Regions from separate parts of the Pan troglodytes genome. Here region 2 is linked to region 1. The links are chromatin contacts, called in public HiChIP or PLAC-seq maps. All regions are on one chromosome and are shown on one strand. Each heading gives the region's core, a stretch centred on a gene start, on an enhancer-like site or on the middle of the called end of the contact. The rest is flanking DNA. Distances are from core to core; before and after follow the strand shown.

Region 1 (2,732 bases), core at 99-2,598:
GCACAGAACGACTATGTCGAAACCTTGCACTGAGAGCCTTGACCAACCCTAGCGTGGCTTCTGGCAGCCCAAGGTCACGCCCTGGGACCACCCAGCCCCCTCTGAGGTCCAGCCCAGGAAAGCTCAGGGCTGACAAAAGAGGGCAGTTTGCTCAGGACGACACCTGGGAACTCGCCCCGGCCTCTACTTCTCAGAGGGTTTACTAAGAGGGGCTTACAATGGTGCGTCCTTCTCTGTCCCTTCGAGATGTCTGTGTTCTCTGCAACCCAGGGGTGCCTCTCCAGGACCGGAGTCCTCTGAAACGCCACCGTCAGGGAGGACGGCGGGCTGCCAGCCCATCTGGGCGCCAGCAGCACGGACACAGCGGCTCCACGTCCACCGGGTCCGCCGCTCCTTCCCTCCCGTCGGAGGCCACTGAATGCTGGCCGAGGCCTGTTCGTTCCCCCAGGGTCTGGCTGTGCCCATCGCCCTTGCGCTCGGCGGGTCCGGCTTGGAAGGCCCGGCTTGGAAGGCCCGGCTTGGAAGGCCCGGCTTGGAAGGCCCTGGGACGGCGCGGCGGGCGGGCAGGCAGCTCAGGGGCGTCGGCGCGGGCGAAGGGGCCAGGAGCAGCTACCCGGCGCGGAGACGCAAGGTCAATGGCTCCAGCCTGGGGCGAGTCCGGGGAATGCGGCGCTCGAGAGGAGCCGTGGGACCGGGGCCCGGGCGGACCGCCCTCACTCACCCGGTGTAGAAAGCTCAGGCGGTCCCGTAGCGGCGGCGCGGCAGCCATGATCCAGGTCCCCTCCCGGTCTGCCCCGCTTCCGCCAGGCCCGGGCCCTCCAATCACTGCGCGGGTCTGGGTCCGCCGACCAATCCCTCACGGTAGGGCGGGCCCTGAGGTTGGCTTCGTAAACAATTGGAGCCTAGGCCAATCCGAAGTCCCAGAGCACAGACAGACTAGGACAAGAGCCAATTGCAGGGGCTCGAGGCCAGGCAAAGCCTGGCCAATTAAGAAGTTCAGGAAAGGTTATGGGCGGAAGCGCCGACCTATCAAACTGTTTGACACCGGAAGAGGACGGACCTAAGATGGCGGCCTCCAGGGGGCTGGGAATAGCCGCTCATGTCGGCTAACGGAGTGGTGTGGGGCCGCGTGCGAAGCCGCCTCCGCGCCTTCCCCGAGCGGCTGGCCGCCTGCGGGGCCGAGGTGAGGAGCCGCGGGCGGGCCAGTGCTGCGGGGCAGGAGGAGCCGCGCGGGGAGGTGACTGGGAGGGAGGGCGGTGACGGGGTCAGGGGACCCCACGACCCACGCCCGTCCTTTCCGCAGGCCGCGGCGTACGGCAGGTGCGTGCAGGCCTCCACGGCCCCGGGCGGCCGCCTGAGTAAGGACTTTTGCGCGCGGGAGTTCGAGGCCCTGCGGAGCTGCTTCGCCGCCGCGGTAGGTGGGCGCGGGCCCCTTCCCCCCTTCCCAGCCCTTCCCCTCCAAGAGCCAGCGGGCCCCGGCTTTCCTTTGCTTTCCCGTTGGTTCAAGGTTTGAGCGCCTGCCGCGTGCTTTAGACGCCGGCTGACAAAATCACCGAGCCATCGACGAGCCCGCGAAACCTCGGCCGTCCTGGGCTTGTCCCTGCATGTTTGTAAAGCGGGACTGGCACCAACCTCAGAAAGGATGGGAGATGTGTGCAAAAAAGCGCCTTGTAAAACGCGTAAGCTTTCGTGTTAGCACTGCCGCCGAGGGGTGTCATGCCAGGATTGACCCAACACAGGACTCCCGGAAAGTGCCCAGCACCTTCCGGGTCTTCACCTCCCTGGCACTTGCAGCCCCTGTGCACCTGCGGTGGTGGATTCCTTCAGCACGTGTCCTGCCGGGAACCCCCAGCCACCCTCACAACTGGCACGATAGGGCTTCTTGCCCGTGGGGCTTTAAGTCATTCTGAGGCTGGTTCCCTAAGAGTCAGCCGCACCGGGTACCACCTCAGTGTATCTGGGTAGGCCTTGATGCCAGTGCTGACTCTGTTTACTGGGAGCTGTTAATCCGGAGATTTGGACCAGAGAAAGGGTATTTGAACAAGAGCTCCACGGCCTTCATCCCTACCCGGCCCCAGCAGCCTTGGATCCAGGGGTGGGTGACTCATCAGAAGTTGCACTTTTTGCTGGGTATGGTGACGCGTGCCTGTAATCCTACCACTTTGGGAGGCTGAGGCGGGTGAATTGCTTAGGCCTAGAAGTTTGAGACCAGCCTGGGCAACATATGGAGACCCCGTCTCTACAAAAAAAAAAAAAAGAAAGAAAGAAAGAAAAAAAAATTAGCCAGGCATGGTGGTGTAGTCCCAGTTACTTGGGAGGCTGAGGTGGGATGATCACTTGAACCTGGGAGGTGGAGGTTGCAGTGAGCCGAGATCACGCTGCTGTACTCCAGCCTAGGCGACAAAGTGAGACTGCATCTCAAAAAAAAAAAGGGGGGGGGGGGGCTCCTGCCTTCCCTTTATGAGAGCTTGAGACCAAATGTGGCATCTCGTGGGGGCTCAGAGGAGGGGGCAGCAGTGAGTTCTGTGATGGTGTCATGAGGCCCTTGTCCCGTGGACAAGTGACCCAGAGAACCTGCCCATGGGGCCCCAGGCTCCAACCAGTCGAGCCCCCACCACATGCCAGCACCCAAGTTCTCTGTAAGGTATTTGGTAGAACACCACGTGTGGTGTGGTAGCTTGCTTTTGAGGCATATCTAACTTGGAAGCAAGCCATTCAGACAAAACACTTTA
Region 2 (2,990 bases), core at 188-2,687, 320 kb after region 1:
CACTTACTAAGGACTGTGAGCAAGACACTTGCAGAAAGAGTGCTGGGGGCAGGGGCTCCAGATAATCGGGCAGGGATGGCGGCCGAGGCTTTAGAGCTGGCGGCAGCCCGGGTCCCCAAGCGCGATGAGGTGGGGCTGCTCGCTCTGAAGCAGTCCGGGGGCAGCAGGAGTGTGCGGGAGGGAGGCCGCGGGCCCGCCCTCACCTGCTCCTGCCCGGGTGGTCCAGCGACAGGCAGTAAAGGCCCCTCCGGGCGCACAGCGCGTACAGCAACCTGCGCGGCGCCAGCAGCTCCAGGTGCCACACCTGGTCGGGGAACCGGAACGCCGCCTGCGGACCGGGGCGCGGGTCAGGCCGACGCGACGCGCGGGCCCGCGGTCTTCATTTTCACGCGAACCGCCGCCCCCGCCCGGTCCCTCCCGCCCCCGCGGGCCGGCGCTCACGGTCAGCAGCCCGCCCTCCTGGTCGTACACGTAGACGAGCTCGCTCCCGGTGGACAGGAAGACCTCTGCCTCATGGCACAGCACGCGGGGCTTGCCCGCCGCCAGGCCCCCGAGAGGGCAGCAGAAGCCCGCCAGGTAGCGGACCCGCGGCGCGGCGCCGGCCATCGTGCGCGCGGGCCCGTCAGAGTGAGAAGCCCCGGCCGCGCGGCGGCGGCTCCGCCTCGGAGCGCTTTACGGCAGCCCGCTGTGCGGCGCGACCTCCGCCGTAAAGCGGTCGGCGGTGCCGGGGGCGGGCCGTAAAGGACGCGCTGCAGGGACTCCGGGAGCTGGGGCGGCCGCTGGGACCCGCGGGGAGCAGGGGAGCCTTCCTAGGGGCCGCGGCACCGTGCCGCAGGTCGAGGTTGACCCGGCCGGGCTGGTGGGGGCCCTCGGCGGCTTCATGGCCCCGGCTGCTGCACGGGTTCCCCAGGGTGGGGAAGCGGGTCCTGGCCGAGCGGAGGTTGCTCTTGGGCGGGGCGTCTCCCCGGAGCAAGCGCTCAGCTACTAGGGCTTTTGCGTAAACGCCTCGATTCTCTGGGCTCTCGGAGAGCAGCTGGGTCCTGTCGGAGCGCACTCCAGCCGGGGACGGGGTGGGGCAACGCCGGCTCTTGTCGTCCTAGGGATGGGTCTCTGCCCTGTGCTCTGCGAGCCGCCCCCACGTTCAGGGCCCAGCGGAGTGAGCCAGCTTAGGTGGAAGTGCGTCCCTCCCTCCGTGGCTGAACACGTGGGGACAGGGAGTACACCAATGGGGTTTCTGGGTTGGGGGCAGAGGACAAGAAAATGACTGTGAGCCAGGGCAAGATACCTCCACCCTTTCCCTCCTGGCAGCTCTCCACTTCCTCCAGGAGAGAAGTACTGACCAGAGAACGCCCGTGGAGGGGCCTGCAGTACGGATACCTGCTCCATGCCCGGAAGAGAGCGGAAACCAGGCACACCATTCACAAGTAAATGACCAAGGAACCCCGCCCCCGGCCCGCCTCCCTCCGTTTAAGAAGCCAATCTGAAGAGCGCTAAGGCCAGACACCCTCGAGGGAGAGTCTAGGGGCAGGGCTGCAAAACTGGGCTTGGAAGTTAGGCAGACATCGTGGAGTCCGGGTGCACCTGCTGGAGCACAAAGCACCACTTGCAGACATCCTGACCGCCCCCCTTTGAGGTTGGGGTGGGGACTGACCCCAAGGCAACGGGGATGTCTGATTCTGAATGTTGGGTTAGACAGACTCAAGTGCGGCACCTGGAGTCAGTTCCTTGCTCCTCTCTTCTCGCCAGGGCTGCTCTGAAGGTGTTTGGGCTGGAAATGCTGTCTTTGATGCTGGGGAGTGGGGAGTGGGGAGTGGGGAGAGGAGGGCCAGGTGCATCTCATTTGGCCTTCAGAGTCAGGAAGTCAGATGCCGCATCGTTGTGAATTTCCCCACAGGGATCCTCCGCTGGTCTTCTGACCGAATTTCCCCACAGGAATCCGCAGGTCTTCTGACTGCTAGTTTTAACCCTCTGAAGCCTTGTGAGTCACTCGCTCACACACACCAACCCCATCCAGTCCTCCCAGGCCATCTCTTCCATACGGATGGTAACATGCCAAGACTGTCCTAGAGGAAATGATCACGATCACGTGGAGGAGGAAACGGACGTGGGAGAAGGCCCGCCAAACCAGCAGCCTCACCCCGCGGTTTACTCCGCTGCCCACCCCACTCTGCTCCGGGGGCTGGCAGGCTTTTGGCCCCACGCCAAGCCCAGCTCCTCCTATCTGCAACAAGATTTATGATCAGTAGTCATGTGGGGGACCTTAAGCATGGATCCCAGGGGAAAGGGGGTGAGTTAGACACAAGCGAAGGGCTGAAGGCCGGCTCTCCATCAGCTGCTGGGCTGTGCCGTGCCCCACCTGTACTTGGTGAAGAGTGATGAGGGCTGAGGCAGCCTTTCTGTCCGTGGGTGTGGAAGATGCACACACTCCTAGCGGAAGCCTTCGAGACAGCAGCGCAGACCGCTGGACACTGCGTTTCTATGCCCAACTTGGAGGTGGTATCATCTCCCTAAGCACGAATTATATGAAGGAGTCAATTTAGGTCAGACTGAGGGGAGAAAAACCATGAAGCTTCAGGCTGTGTTGAGGGCGAGGAGGGCTGGGCCTTGAGGGACCTCTCCTCAGAGCAGCACAGCCCAATAAGGAGAACACAGCAGGAAGGTGAGGCAGGGACCCAGGAACCCGACTTCTCCCTTTTTTTTTTTTTTTTTTTTTTTGACACACACAGGTTCTCACTGTGTCTCCCAGGCTAGAGTGTAGTGGCACAGTCTCGGCTCACTGCAGCCTCAACACCCCAGGCTCAAGCCAACCTCCTGCCTCAGCCTCCCGAAAAGCTGGGACTATAGGTGCACACTACCACGCCAGGCTAATTTTTTGTCTTTTTTAATAGAGACAGGGTTTCGCCATGTTGGCCACGCTGGTCTCGAACCCCGGGCCTGAGTTCTATTTCTAAGCAGTACAATTTGCTTGATTTAATGGGGGAGTGGCATCC

Evidence for each region. HiChIP or PLAC-seq counts read pairs in DNA pulled down with a chosen protein or histone mark.
Region 2: an H3K4me3 HiChIP or PLAC-seq map of stem cell-derived excitatory neurons shows a contact between it and region 1, with 3 times the contacts expected there. The contact joins the promoter of FAAP100 here to the promoter of TEPSIN in region 1. A contact is called at or near these places in 1 of 7 Hi-C or Micro-C datasets (induced pluripotent stem cells) and 1 of 1 datasets of contacts at active chromatin or transcription factors (stem cell-derived excitatory neurons).

Annotation. Positions count from the first base shown.
Region 1 is chr19:94,634,319-94,637,050 of NHGRI_mPanTro3-v2.0_pri, forward strand. It overlaps TEPSIN (TEPSIN adaptor related protein complex 4 accessory protein), which reads right to left and starts at 1,349. Exons shown (of 13, transcript XM_016933144.3): 1 at 722-1,349. The coding sequence starts at 769. NDUFAF8 (NADH:ubiquinone oxidoreductase complex assembly factor 8) reads left to right here and starts at 1,029. Exons shown (of 3, transcript XM_016933153.3): 1 at 1,029-1,183; 2 at 1,304-1,418. The coding sequence starts at 1,100.
Region 2 is chr19:94,955,687-94,958,676 of NHGRI_mPanTro3-v2.0_pri, forward strand. FAAP100 (FA core complex associated protein 100) reads right to left here and starts at 1,438. Exons shown (of 8, transcript XM_063799427.1): 1 at 1,341-1,438.